2 separate regions of the Mus musculus genome follow, and region 1 is linked to region 2. A link is a contact called in public Micro-C data. All regions are on one chromosome and are shown on one strand. The core of a region is the stretch at or near the end of the contact, and the rest is flanking DNA. Distances in the headings are between cores, read along the strand shown. Region 1 holds the start of Dmtn (dematin actin binding protein). Region 2 holds the start of Slc39a14 (solute carrier family 39 (zinc transporter), member 14).

Region 1 (2,700 bases), core at 13-2,512, 280 kb after region 2:
CACAATGACACATGGTGCTAAGGACACCTACTTGCACCCACCCACTGATCCTCCCCTTGGCACCCGTCATCTGTGCTCACAGCTCCCTGGCATGGCCTGCTGAACCCATCCCTGTTCTGAGCACGTGAACCCCAATACTCCCAGTGCCCTCACCTGACCCATCCCCACATCCCTCCACTCCCACTGCACCGTTGCCTTGCTTGTCTTAGACCTACAGCCTGGCAACCAGTCTTCTGGGAGGAGACGCACAGGTGTGCCTGCCCAGCAAAGGAGTATGGCGTGTCTGGTGCCGAGAAAGGAATCCCTTAGGACCCCCGGGGCTCTCCAGGTTTATTCAGCACCCAGTCTCTCTCAGTACACTAGCTGCTCGCAGGCAGAGAGCCAGGCTAAGCTCTGCAGTCACACCCTGCTACACAGCCTCATTCTTCGACGAATCCCTACCCTAACCAGGCTAACCTCAGCTAGGAGGGGCTCCAGAGTGGGCTGGAAACCAGCGGCTTTGGCCCCCTCAATGGACCCCTGCCACTCCAGAGGGCACCTGGCCTGGCGGGAGGGAGGCTGCCAAAGATGTCTTGCATCATTCAGCAAAAAGCTAACAGCTCCCTCCACAGACTGTGCCCCATGCTCCCACCCCTTGAAATTCTGGCCACAGAAGCTTGGGGGGGGGGGTGTCCATGAAAGGGAATGCTGGGGCCCATATGGACTCTTTGCACGGCAACAGCCTAGATCCTTCCTCCCAAATAAAAAGGGAGTTTGATCGGGTCAAACCCAGCTGAGCACCTTGTCTGGCCACCTAGGCCTATTCTCCCACTGACCATTTTCCAAAGCTGACCCTGTCCTAGCATCTCTGATATCACCCAAAACCATGGCCAGATCCAGAGGTACAGCCCAAAATACCTACGTAAAGAAAGAGAGGCAAAAGACCCTGTCACCTACCTCCTCCCAGACAGTGGGGCCCAGGCTCTCTGAAGCCCCAGGAAGCAAAAGGCTAGGCCCTGGTCGACTGGGTGGCCGCGTTTTCTCAGGAATCTAGGTAAGAGGCAGCTTCTCCAGGAACCCAGCCGCGCTTTACGAAGCACAAATAACAGGAAGAAAGCCGGCTTAGGGTGGGTGGGTGGGGTGGGAGCTGGCGAAGGAGGGGAGCTGGTCTCAGCTCAGCGGTCTGATCTCCCTCCTGAACCCCCACCCGCTTCACCAGTCCCCTGCTGCTCTGCAAGCCACCGGCTTGGGTTCCCGGAGCTGGGGAGTCCGAGTCTGGTGTCTGGTGGGCGGGCAGGACGAGGAGCGGTCTCTGGGCGGGCGGGCCCCGGGCCCCTCCCCACCAACAACTGATAGTGGCGGGCCCCAGGGTGTGTGAGTGTGTGCGTTTGGGCGTGTTGCTGGTCCAGTTCATCTCAGCTGCTGCTGCTGCAGCTGATCCATTTCAAACAAGGGGCTCATTCGCTGGCATCATGACGAAGCAGAATCGGCTGCGCTGCGTTTTCCCCCTTTCCCATATCCCGGCTCTGCAATATCCACACTCAGAGCCTCTCCAGCAGAGTTCAAGTTAGCGGCTGTTACTGATAACTGAGGGGAGCTATGCCCACCCGGCTCTCCAAGAACCTGCAATTCAAACCCCATTCATAATGCTCCACCATCTTCCAGAAGCAGATGAGAGGCTCTGTGGGGGATCCCCCCACCTCTGGGACAGGGAACAGCAGGGGCACCCGAATTGGCCATCCAAACATTAACCCTCTCTGAGGAGGACAGATAGAAGGATGGAAGGAACCAGGTCATAAATACATCAGATTCAGATTGGATTTTCTGTAAACTTGATCCCCTGGGGATCGTAGTAGGGGCCAGGGAGAGAATGAAGGACCGATTTTTCCCAGGAAAGCTGTTTTTGCAAAAGGAAGCTTTCTATCAGATGGCATCCATATTCCAAAGAGACATGCCTTCTCTCTGTGGCAAAACTTCAACCATTCCAGGCCTCCAATGTTGGCTTTGGGGTGCATCTAGAAAGCCTAGCCCTCTAACCCCTATTAGCACTAACTGGCCTCTTCCCCACCTCCATGTCGGCTGCAGACTTGCCTACCTAGGCAGCCTTGCCGTTGCCCTGGTAACCACTGCCCACAGCCGGTCAGCTGATGATAGCAGCAGCTATTGGGGCAAAGCTAGGATCTGGAGAGGGGGCTCTGGGGTTTCTGAATGGAAAAAAAAATCTCAGGGGGAGGGGCTTGAAGGAGACAGGTAAGACTATGGCCTCAGCATCCGACCGACCGACCGACCGACCGACCGTCTTCAAAGAAAAGAGGACTGGAGGAGACAGGAAGGGAGGGGTGTATCTGGAGTAGCAGAGGACAGGGACGACTGTAACCTGAAGGTGGCTTGGGCAGAAGGAGAAATGACAGAAGGCAGGTAGCTGAGTGGCCGTGAAAGGGGGAAGGAGGACCGGGAATCCAGGCTTAGCTGCTGGGATGCAGCCACTGTGGGCCCTGTGGAAGGGGCAGACAAACAGAAACAAAACCAAACAAACAAAACCCCACCTGGGCTAGGGGAGGGACATCCAGTCCCAAGGAGATCTGCGTGGGGTATACCTTTAATGTGTAGGAAGGGGACACAGCCTTGGAGGAGGAGCTACCAGTCCTTCTCCATAGCTAGCCCTGTCCTCAGCCTAGCCTCTCACTGTCCCTTCAACCCCACCCTTGCCGGCCAGCCTGC
Region 2 (2,700 bases), core at 77-2,576:
TAATTCTAGTTGTCAGAAGTTGTGATTCTGGACATGTTTCTGGCTGTTTGGCCAAGGAGGCACGTTGGAACCCCTCAGTGTTGAAGATTTGTTTTAATAGGTAAGGAGTACGGAATTGTACATCTTTTGGATAGACAATTCAGGCTGGTCTCAGTACTAACCTGAACCAGAATAGTGACCAGATAGTCACTCCGGAGCCAGTTTCTATCGTCCCCTAAAATCAGCACCTCCAGCAAATATATCTATCCCAATGACCAGGGGCTAAAAAGAGCTAATGCTACAATTCCAAAGCCAGGTTACTTCACGAAGAGGGGCCTGCCAAAGTGCTCCTGCCTCTATCCTTCCATTTAGGCCACAGGAAAGCACTCCACCCCTCACCAAACCAAACTGAGAGTTCTCTTGAACGCACAAGCCATGTAACTATTTAGACTACAGATCAGCTTAGAATCTAGGCCCCGGGGTGACAGAAGATTCTTAAAGCTGAACCCACAACCCAGAGAGGCAATTTTCCGGCTTAGAATCTACCTCAGGATCACAAGGTGAGTCTGATGGCTACTTTAGCTATAGCTTTAAAACTCTAAGAGGGAGCAGCCGGTAACCAGACCACCTAATTTGGTCAGTCCCAACCTAAGTGAGCCCAAGAGGCATCGCTGCCGTTAGTCAGGGGAGAATTCAGCGCGGTGCCACCCTTGCGGTTATCCACTCCTGCCCAAGCCAACCAGAAGAATCGGGCATCACTCTCCAGCCGGAGGGTGGTCTGGCGTGGGGCAGGGAGAAGGACACATAGGTTCCTGGGATGCAAGATCCAGACACCAGAGCCCCCGAGCAGCCGCCACCGCAGAGCATCTGATCTACCCATCTACTCCGCTTCCTCTGCGCTCTGTGTCCTGGGGCTCTAGAAAGCTCATCTCAGCCTTTCTGAGCAGCTATCGACCTCCCCGGCGTCCTTCTCTGGTTCACACATCCCGGGCCCTGCAGCTGAAGGGACAGCGCAGTGACCTCCTTCTCCTCGCCACCGTGGCACGGCAATCAGGTGCTACCAGGACTGGGCTCAGGGAGTGCGCGGCCTCCCGAAAAGACTCTGGGTCCTCGGCGTGCCGGTGTCTCCAACCCCCACCCGGTGTCCCCCCTAACCCGGAGGCGCCCGACTTCCCATCCTGCCTGCGCCCGGTCCGTCCTCACCTGAAGTCCTCCAGCCGGCAGTCGGGCCCACGCAGCCTCACTATCCAGGGCCCCCCCCCCAAGGCAGCGGGCGACACAGCTACTGAGTGGGTGCGTCCCCGCCAACAGCCACGCGCCCCCTCTCTACGTCCGGCCCCCGCCGCATGCGCATGCCCGGCCATATACCCTGCGCGTCACCGCTGGGCCCGCCCCCGCCTGCTGCCCCGCCCCGCTCCCCCGGGCCTGCCACGTGGGACCGCCAGCTAACAGCGTCGTTACCCTGGCCAACCTGGTCCTCCAGCGTTGTGCATCCCCGGCTCGCATCCTAGCTCTCTCTAGCTTCATCCACCCTTCCTTGATGAATTCCATCCTTGACTCACGGAGGCCCTGCAGGCTCCGCTATTCTCTGGAAACCTCCCATCTGTCCTTCCTAGCCCCTTTTGTGGGAAACTCACAGCGTGACCTTCCATCCTGTCGCTCCTGAGGGAGAGTGCCCCTCTCTTGGTAGACATTTGTGGTTTTAACACTGTTGATGAATCTAAGAGACTTTTCTGTTTTCTCCAATTCTAAAATATTCTGTAAGCAGGATGGAGCGCTTCATAAACTGCTTTTTTTTTTTTTTTTTTTGCCTACCCCAGCCAACCAAAAGAATTAAAATAACTTGTAACGATCCAAATAAAAGATCATATTCATTTTTTTTCAGAGTTTCGCACCTCTTTCTCACAGTTAATCAGATTCCTAAGGAGCGAGGTCAAGCCTTAGGTTTTGTTTGTCCTGGGAGGGAGTCTCTTCCGCTGTAGGAAGGGCCTATTGTGTTGGATACTGAGCCTTGTATATGCAAATTTCTTGAGAAAAATAAACCACCCACTAAACTCTTATTGTTCTATTCAGCTGGATATTAGGATTATTTCCTCTATCGCTTAACCAACTGTCACCTGGGGCAGGGAGGGCCCCATGGAAGAACCTCAAGTGGCACTGGAACCAGTGAATGGCGGGGGTTTCTGTTCTAGCACAGGGAGTGTGTCCAGCTGGCTGTGGTATCTCTAGATTTGTTCAATAGAGAGATGGCATCTAAGTGCTGGGGAAAGTTCCCTCAAAAAGGAAGTGATAGGAGTAGAACTCCATGTCCCTAGAACAGGTGGCAGGAAGAACTCAGCTCAATGGCAGCTTGCTCTTGCGGGCTGGCTAGAGCACCAGAGTGTGGGGCTGGGGGTTGGTGAGGTAATAGCCAATCCTGGTGGTGCACACCTATAATCTCAGCTACTCTAGAGCCAGAAGGATCTCAAGTTCAAGGCCAGCTGGGGCAATTTAGTGAGCTCCTTTCTCAAAAGGTAAAAGGGGGATTTTTGGTTCAGTGTATGCTTAGACCGCACCAAAGCCATGAGTTCGAGGCCAGCAACCGGTTCTGGTAATGCTCACCTGTAATTCAGCACTGGAGAAGTGGGGACAAGTATCACAAGTTCAAAGTCAGCCTTGGGCCCCTTAATGAATTTGAGACCATGCCTGAACTACCTGAGACCCTTTCTGTAAATTAATAGT

What was found. A called contact is a pair of places that touch in the nucleus more often than the background predicts.
Region 1: a Micro-C map of embryonic stem cells shows a contact between it and region 2, with 1.5 times the contacts expected there. The contact joins the promoter of Dmtn here to the promoter of Slc39a14 in region 2. A contact is called at or near these places in 5 of 484 Hi-C or Micro-C datasets (all in embryonic stem cells) and 1 of 115 datasets of contacts at active chromatin or transcription factors (embryonic stem cells).

Annotation. Positions count from the first base shown.
Region 1 is chr14:70,625,803-70,628,502 of GRCm38.p6, forward strand. Dmtn (dematin actin binding protein) reads right to left here and starts at 1,263. Exons shown (of 16, transcript NM_001252662.1): 1 at 937-1,263.
Region 2 is chr14:70,350,098-70,352,797 of GRCm38.p6, forward strand. Slc39a14 (solute carrier family 39 (zinc transporter), member 14) reads right to left here and starts at 1,327. Exons shown (of 10, transcript NM_144808.4): 1 at 1,183-1,327.